Regions from separate parts of the Mus musculus genome. Here all the other regions are linked to region 2. Evidence: chromatin contacts called from public HiChIP or PLAC-seq and promoter capture Hi-C data. All regions are on one chromosome and are shown on one strand. The core of a region is the stretch at or near the end of the contact, and the rest is flanking DNA. Distances in the headings are between cores, read along the strand shown. Region 1 holds the start of Rad54l2 (RAD54 like 2 (S. cerevisiae)). Region 2 holds the start of Tusc2 (tumor suppressor 2, mitochondrial calcium regulator). Region 3 overlaps Dcaf1 (DDB1 and CUL4 associated factor 1).

Region 1 (2,700 bases), core at 12-2,511, 770 kb after region 2:
GCGCCACCACTGCCCAGCTCTTTTAAGTTTATTTGAATGAAGAGCCATCAATAGCCATCTATATGTTTCAGAACAGTGGCTTCCTGAGAGGAAAGAATAGAAGAAACTTCTATCACGGGGAGGGAGGGGGGAACGGGACGGCGGTGGGGGAGGGCGGGGAGCCATTGTTGGCTCCTGTTACTCCAAGCTCAGTTATGAAAGAGAAATAAGTTCTTCATATAAGCTCACTTATGTGAAGAGAGATAATAAGTAAGGCTCCTTTAGAGTCTCTGGTCTCATTTTTGTCCCTCTGGTCATTTATAGGGCTATTATCTGTACATATTTAAACTTTTGTAATTTGAGAGATGGTTCTAATAACTGGACTGGTGCCACATGCCTTTAATTCAAGAACTTGAGAGGTAGAGGCAGGTGGATTTCTGAGAAACCCTGTCTCGAAAAACCAAAACAACAACAACAAAAACCAATAATGAACCTAACAAACAAAAAAAACTTAAAAAAAAAAAAAACCAGACCCACATACCCAATATTTTCATCTTTCGCTCATATTCACTTTGGCGGTGGTGGGGGTTGCGGGTGGAGAGCCAAGGTAATGTAGTGGAAAGAGACAACAATACAGCTCATAAGAAAGTGGAGCATAACAATCTCCAACTTCAGGGAGAAACCTACGTTTGAGTGCGATCCCCCCTCCGCAGTACTCCCCCCTCCCAACTCGGCCGTCGCCTCTGCTAGTTTTCTGGAGACAGCTGCAGTCAACAGGAACCACGGACAGGTAGGGAGGAAGGGAGGAAGACCGAGAATTACAATGGCATGCATCAATTCAAGGAAGAACAACTTTTGTTGGAAGCTACAGCTGTAGTAGCATTGACTTTTGACAGCACCCTCAACGAATTTACACCTCATATCCGCACTATCTCGTTCCCGGTATGTTTTGACGTAATACCAAATTGAGAAGTGTAGGAGCTCAGGCTCATTTGTACTGATAAGTGTGTGTTTTTGGTAGTTAGTAAAATCCATTCAGTTGGCTCTACCAGTTCCAGGCAGGTTCTAGCATGGGATTGTTTTTGTTTTCGATTTTGTTTTATTTCTTATTTTATTTTTTTAGTCTCACTTATTCATGAAAAGGTCCTCTGTAGTAAATACACCTTACTCACCCAAGAATCGCCGTTTAGTGTCTTTCCCTGGGAAAGAACAACAGGACTCACAGCGGAACTTTGCTGCGGGTGGCTTGTGTTCCCGCCCGGGTGGCCGGGTGAGAGGGCCGGGAGGGGGAAGCTTTCTGGCGCGGACCGCGAGCGGAGGCTGAGAGCGCCGCCGCCGGAGAAGACCGACCCTCGGCCAGAGCCAGCCTGCGGCGCCCGGGCCTGGCTGGCTGCTTCCCGCCTCAGCCGCTTCTCCGGCTCCCGCCGCCGCAGACACTGTCCAAGAGGGTGCGGCAGAACGCGAGGTCCTACGGCCCAGCCCGGTCCGGTGCGGCCCGGATCCGTGGCACGGGAGGTGAGAGCCCCTGCGGTCCCCTTACTCCCTGCCGGGGCCGCTGGGACCCGCAACAATGGGGACGCGGCCAGAGTCCCCGGCGTGCAGCAGCCTGGGGTAGCAAGCTACTCCTGGCGGCTTGGGCCTTGGGGGGAGCTGCGTCCGACCTGGGAAACTCCAGTGACTGTAGGCTTGGAGGGGGTCTTGGCATCCACCCGGGACTTCAGTGGCTTGATATTTTGGGATTTCGTTGTCAAGGAAGGCAGTCGTAATTACCGAGACTGAACTACAGTGGCTATGCGCTCCTGATGTTATATTATAACACCGGCAAACCGTGCCGTGGTTTGAGGGAGAGGGATTGTGGTTCGAATTTTAGGGACCCCTGTGGCTTGGTCCCTAGTGGACATAGGTGTGGGTCTCTGAACTCCCTCGGGCCGTCTGAGAATTTGTTAGGCTGAGTCGGGTTTGGGGAGAAGAGGCATGGAGAGTTTAGCTTCTCTGAGGTAATTGGTGAGTAGTTCCTGGAAAGGCACGAGCTTAGTTGGGCACAAAAGAGTTGAGCTAGGAGCTAGATGGATCCTTCACGGCTAAGATGTATCCGAGTTAAGAGTGGTTCTCAGGTAGGAAACTTGTCACAGGAGTAGTGTTAGCTGCATTGGGTTAGGAAAAGGCCGATGCGAGCTGGGGAGGGAGGGAGAAGATGGCCGGCAGCTTCTGGGGTCGAAGAATTGGCTTTATGTGGGTCATGGTGGCTGTCTGGGAGTAGAACAAGAGCACTTTGCAGAGTGGGCTTCCTGCTAGAGAATGACCTCTTACTGCGGGGGAGTGTGTGACTCAGATCTGTTAGATTACTGCTCTTGCTGGCGGATGTGGCTGACTGTTGATGCCTGGACTTTGAAGCTGGAATGGGTATTTGGGGGGGCTTAATGAATTTGTTCTAGAGGAGAGGACAGTGTGGACCTTTCCTTCTTACTCCAAAGTCAGTGTGGTGGCTGTCGCCGGCAGTCATTTAAGTAACAAATTTCTTAATGGTATTTGACTTTAAAGCTTTTCTCTGTTCATTTTTTCCCCCTTTGCCCTCTTTTTTGAATTGTGACTCATATTTTGTTTTTAGCACTGTGGCTATTGTTTGTAATGATCCACAAACCTAGACCCCATAGTATGTTGTAATTCTTGGAGCTTTCAGTACAATTCTTCTAAGCCCAAACTAATGTAAAAGGCTTCACT
Region 2 (2,700 bases), core at 105-2,604:
GCCAGATCTCCATCTTCATCGTAGAACATGGAGCTGTGGAGAGAAGGGGAACAGGCTGGATTGGAGCCTCATCCCTGGCCTTGGCAAGGGCCACAGACCACAGGGAAGTACGCTGAACCCCAAGAGAAGACGCACAACGTGCGTTCTCCGTGGAAGAACTCTTTGCTTGGTGCCCGGAGGGAAGCAGGCAGTGTGACAAGGCCACTGTTGCCCTGTCATACCAACAGGATGTCACATCAGAGCACCCTCTCTAGGCAACTAAAGTTAGTCCTCACCACTGGTCTGTTTCACAAAGGTCATGATTCTAGTAGCAGGCCCTTCACCTAGGGCTTATTTATGGAGTGGGTGGGGTAGTGGCCTGGGCATACTGGTCTCACTTCTAAAGACACTGCTGGTCCAGGGCCAAAGACCAAGATGGTGGATGTCTGAGCCCAGAAGGCTGCACTCCAAGTCATTCCCCAGTGGCTGGCACTGTCTAATCGACACTGTTGGGTCTTTCTGGTATTTACGGTCAAATTTCCATCACAGGGAATGCCAGTCCCTAGGAGCTCACTAGGTCCAGGCCATTTTGTGTGAGCACCTGGGAAAAAAGAAGGTTAGGTTAGTGTTCCAGATCTAGAGAACCCAACTGGCTGAGGGCACTTTTTTTGTTGTGGCCCCACCTTCAACACTGACGCCTTTCTCTGCTTTTCCAGACACTATTCTCGGAGGTCCAACTTCACAGTGAGGAAGGCAAGACACCTAAACAGAAGGTCATCTTCCCTTAGATTTCTTCTAAGGCTTAGAAGAACAGAAGGGACATAAATGCCTTTAATTTGCAGGCTGAGTTGGATGAAAGGGAGGTTTTAAGACTCTTAGAGGCCGTCTTAGCTGAATTATGGAGCTGCTCCCTAAGAGACGAACCTCAGGCAATTCTCTAAAAAGACCATCTGGGCGGTCAAGAGCTGAACGCCGCTTGGTTTTCCCTTCTCCTTGCTTTGACTGGGACCCAAAATATGACAGTCGTCTGATTCAAATGTAGGGGGGCGTTTCTCATTCCCGGATGTCCTCCCAAAGGCAGATACCCATGCCCTTACCCGCGGCGCGTGAATACGAAGGGAGGCACTGCTCGGGCTCGAGACCGCACCAGAGACTGCTCGGAGCCTGCCGCCTCTGGGCCGCCGCCCCCCGGAGTGGAGGCAAAGGGCCAGAGGCCCCGAGCTTTGGAGCCGCTGGCGCCCATGTCAGCGCCGCGGGCGCATGGCGGACCCAGCGGCCGCTCCGCTCTCACAGCGCGGCGGGCGCGACCATGCCCTGCCCCAGCTTCCACTCGCAGGTGCCGCCGCCGCCGCCTTCCGCAGGCTCTGCTGTCTCCACGGAAACCTCACTTCCGCTTCCGCGCGTCCTGCACGGTGCCTCCTCTGAGTGGCTAAAGGTCTCGTCAGTCTGTGGTGTAGAACCAATGGCCACTCTCAGAGGCTGACCACCACAGGATGCGCTGCCTCCAGGTCCCAGAAGCCTATGGGTCCCAAGGGTCAGCTGGGACAGCTCCCTTCCAGAAAGGCGGAGGTAATGTGTTGTTGTTGACTTTAAGGTCGGACCCGGTATAGTTGTCTCTACGTCCCTGACACGCCCAAAACTCCGGCCCAGTAGCAATAGTCAATTAGGTCACCCCTCCACCCCTAAGGGACCTTAGGCCTGTCTGAGGCTAAGGTTGGCTGTTTTCACAACTGTGTCTTTGCAGTTGTCACATTTGCCTGTAAAGAAACTACGGATCTTGCTTAATGTTTTTGTTTTCTTTTTTCTTTTGGAGACAGGGTCTCACTATGTAGCCTTAGCTGGCCTGGCACTTGCCATGTATAAATGGCTGACGCTCAAATGCCTGTCTCCCGAATACTGGGATTAAAGGAGTGACCAACCGCACAGGGAGCCAAACTTCTTTTTAAAACTTTTTTGATCAATTTCTTAAGAGTATATTTGAGGTCTGAAGGAACCTAAACTAAGTGTTGTAAGTTCACCAGAGAACATTCTTCAGGAAAATAATTATTACCAGCTTTCCCCTGGTAGCATGTGAAGTGTGGGACCCACGAGTAGTTTTTTGGAGAAGGGGTTACTGCTATGGTTTCTCTGAGTTGGCCTGGAGAAAAAAGTTTCCTGTGTAGTAACTGTAGCTTATTCTTGTCTCTTCATGACCTGAGCCCTGGAGGGTTGAAAGACACCTGAATCCACAGGCATACATTTCCTGAACATATTGGTCCCACTGCGACCTTGGAGAGGGTGCACTCTGGATGTGTCAATCTTTGTTGGCAGTCTTTCATTAGGTGTTACCCCGACTGGGGGCCCACATCTATAGAGTCCAAAACCAGAAAAATTCTTACATCTTTATTCAGCCAATTCTCTCAGGCATCAGGCCCTGATGATGACTGTCACACCCCCATCCCTTCCCCACATTCAGTTGAGGCCACAAAACATTACATACATTCATACACTTCCATCAAAAATATCTGAGGGAGACTCTGGCTTTGGCAAACAAGAAGAGGGTCTGGTCCAGCAACCTTTCCCTTAGAGGAGGCACTGACTGAGCCACTGTAGTTGTTGTACTGGCCAGCCCTCTCTGACCCCAGGGTGTTTGTTTGGAAGTCAGAAGGCACGGTAAGAGGGAACCCCAGACTCTACCTTAATTGCTTGTATTATTCTGAGCAGCTACCCTTGGCTCTGATA
Region 3 (2,700 bases), core at 3-2,502, 710 kb after region 2:
ATTCAATAGTTTAAATTCTCAATGAAAAAAAGACTTGTGGAAAGTGTGTAGACCCATGATCTGTACCTATGATTTATAAAGAATCACACAGAAGGAAACATGGCTGGCACAAAAGGCAAGTTTGAGAAATGGCTAAAACAACCTACTGGTTGTGACGACAGCAAAGAGATCTTACTGCCGAGAATCTAAATAACCCATAACTGACTGATTAGTTCATACAGCACATAAAGGACACTCAGTTAATCTTCAGGCCAGCAAATGACTTTAACTAATGACTCAGGGATGATACTGACCAAACACTGATTTAAATAAAAGAATCATCCCAAGGAATTCCGGGAACCTCTCCTTACCTGCTAAAGATAAGGTGCCTATCAAAGCATCCGCCATCTACCCCTCCATATTTTGGAAATGATGCCCTGCGGTTTAGCCTTGAGGTAAAGTTTATTGGCGCTTGCCGCCTCTGTTTTGGTTCAGGACACTGATGAGGAGTAAAGAGAGAAAAAGGAGGACAGGTGGCAACGGGGTTCTTGCATCGAGCATGTTGCTCTCTAAGATACTCTGTGATGATACTGTCCAGCGTAGGTGGGGAAGGAAGATGTCTATCCAATTGTTTTTTTATGGCAGGGCTCTGGCTGTATGCACCATGGTCCGACTTCTGCCGCAACACTCGAATTTTCCTGCCATTGCACGGTGATGGCCTCTCTCTGATAAAACTGATCCTACCAATCAAAGGGGAATTGCCTGCATATGATGGGCCAGGCAAAGGCAATGAACCCTGGGGGGGCCGTGGTGGAGGATGGGCAGGGGGAGCAGAAGGGGCAGAAGCACCCACAGTAGCATGGCTGCCCAGTCGACTTGCAATGCCGTTGGCAATCCGAGGGGTCCGGGGAAGAGAGACAGGAGAAGCAGCAGCAGTCACTGGGGTGAAGGCAGAAGAATGTGAGGCAGCAGTCATGGGCAGGTCAGCCTCTCTCGTCAGCACAGTTGCTGTCTCTCCAAGCCCTTTAGAAATGAGATGGTTCCGTATCAACAGGAGCAGCTCTTTCTCAGGGAAGGAGATCCTCGACTGAGCAACAACATCTGCTTTCTGCAGTCGTGCGAGAGACACATCAGTGCCAATGAGAAGAGGCTTTCCTGATACACGCTCAATGAGCTCAGCAGCGTATTTGCAGAACTTGACATGGTCACTACGCTTATCCTGCAGCACAGGCTCTTTCATCAGCTGTTGAATCTGGCAGCTACTAAAAAGGGGAAGTTTACTGATGATCTGTCGAACAGTGCTACTTCGAGACAGGCCTACAAGGGCTTTGCAGGCCAGGGCCCGGATCTGGTCTGCGTCTGTAATGGGCATCTTGATGGACAACAGGGACAGAAGCACCTTGATGCCATTGTTGGACTGGACCACATTCCACATCTTGGCCAGAGTATGCTCACTACTCTTGGGAGTCTGAGACAGCTTTCTCCGAGGAGTTCCAGAAATAAATTTGCCAATACTGGATATTCGGTTATCTGGACCACATACACAATTGATGATAATTTGAAGTGCTGACTTCTGAATTTCAGCATCATGGATAAAGAACTCACCCTCAGCCACGCCCAAAATAATGCTGATACCTATAACATAGGAAAAATTACATTATTCCTCATAAAACTAATAGCTAGAAGACTCATGTCAAGATATTACAGGAACAGTTTATACATTTATCTTTAGTGTGCACTATTAACAACAGCCAAGTTATGGGATCAGTACAAGCATCCATCAACAGACAAATGGACAAACCTTATGCACAAAGAAATCTTACTCAGCAATAAAAAAAAATGAAATTATGTTATTTTACAAGAAAACAGACAGGGTGGGCAAAATGGCTTATTGGCTAAAAAGCTCTTGGCATCAAGCCTAAGAACTGACATTTGTGGACAGAACTTACTCCAGTAAGTTACCCTCTTTTCCTCCACACATACACCAGAGTGTGCAAGAACACACACAAAACAAATAATAAAATGTAAATAGGAAAAAAAGAAAATAGATGGATCTCAAGATATAAAATAACATAATTCACATATAAAATCTAGAATTAAAATGAAACAGAAGAAAAACTTACATATCTAGGATGTCAGTATTCAGAAAGCCAAGACAGGAAGATACTAACAATTTCAAGGCAAGCTTGGGCTAAAAGTAAACTCCAGGCCAGCATGGACTAGAATAAGAACATGTCTCAAAAACAACTCACCACTAGAAAAGGAATGGAACTAAAACAGAGCCTAAGAAAGAGAAAAATGGTGACCTTTGTGTTCTATTTTATTGGTTTCCTTTTTGTTTTGTTTTTTGAGACAGTCTCTCTCTTCACAGCACTAGCTGTCCTAAAACTCACTCTGTAGACCAGGCTGACCTCCAACTCAGAGATCCACCTGCCGCTGCCTCCCAAGTATTGGGATTAAAAGTATGCACTACCATACCTGGCAAAGGAAGACTCTTAAAAAGGGAAAAGACAGGGGCTGGAGAGATGGCTTATCGGTTAAGAGCACTGACTGCTCTACTAGAGGTCCTGAATTCAATTTCCAGCAACCACATGGTGTCTCACACCATCTGTAATGGGATCTGATGCCCTCTTCTGGAGTGTCTGAAGAGAACAACAATCCACATACATAAAACAAATAAATCTTTTTTTAAAAAAAAAGGAAAAGATGAGGGTGATGGGA

What was found. Promoter capture Hi-C pulls out the DNA fragments that hold promoters and counts their contacts. HiChIP or PLAC-seq counts read pairs in DNA pulled down with a chosen protein or histone mark.
Region 1: a promoter capture Hi-C map of 3T3-L1-derived adipocytes shows a contact between it and region 2, with 5 times the contacts expected there. The contact joins the promoter of Rad54l2 here to the promoter of Tusc2 in region 2. A contact is called at or near these places in 6 of 39 promoter capture datasets (3T3-L1-derived adipocytes, hippocampal neurons, liver and 2 more), 2 of 115 datasets of contacts at active chromatin or transcription factors (bone marrow-derived macrophages and memory CD8 T cells) and 1 of 9 other capture datasets (embryonic stem cells).
Region 3: an H3K4me3 HiChIP or PLAC-seq map of bone marrow-derived macrophages shows a contact between it and region 2, with 4 times the contacts expected there. The contact joins the enhancer-like site here to the promoter of Tusc2 in region 2. A contact is called at or near these places in 1 of 39 promoter capture datasets (cranial neural crest) and 3 of 115 datasets of contacts at active chromatin or transcription factors (bone marrow-derived macrophages, differentiating embryonic stem cells and embryonic stem cells).

Annotation. Positions count from the first base shown.
Region 1 is chr9:106,787,774-106,790,473 of GRCm38.p6, reverse strand. It overlaps Rad54l2 (RAD54 like 2 (S. cerevisiae)), which reads left to right and starts at 1,261. Exons shown (of 22, transcript NM_030730.2): 1 at 1,261-1,494.
Region 2 is chr9:107,561,909-107,564,608 of GRCm38.p6, reverse strand. It overlaps Tusc2 (tumor suppressor 2, mitochondrial calcium regulator), which reads right to left and starts at 1,354. Exons shown (of 3, transcript NM_019742.4): 1 at 1,077-1,354; 2 at 1-33. The coding sequence starts at 1,222. It overlaps Rassf1 (Ras association (RalGDS/AF-6) domain family member 1), which reads right to left. Exons shown (of 6, transcript NM_001243748.1): 6 at 2,342-2,700. Gm9917 (predicted gene 9917) reads left to right here. Exons shown (of 2, transcript NR_166687.1): 2 at 696-2,700.
Region 3 is chr9:106,856,738-106,859,437 of GRCm38.p6, reverse strand. Dcaf1 (DDB1 and CUL4 associated factor 1) reads right to left here. Exons shown (of 24, transcript NM_001373930.1): 14 at 351-1,614. Among named protein-coding and RNA genes, the nearest start is that of Rbm15b, 29 kb to the left of the region's middle. Within about 2 kb of position 1,252, at least 13 of the 459 cell types and tissues checked have an H3K27ac peak or open chromatin away from gene starts, as enhancers often do. A contact at or near this core is called in bone marrow-derived macrophages, where this site is marked.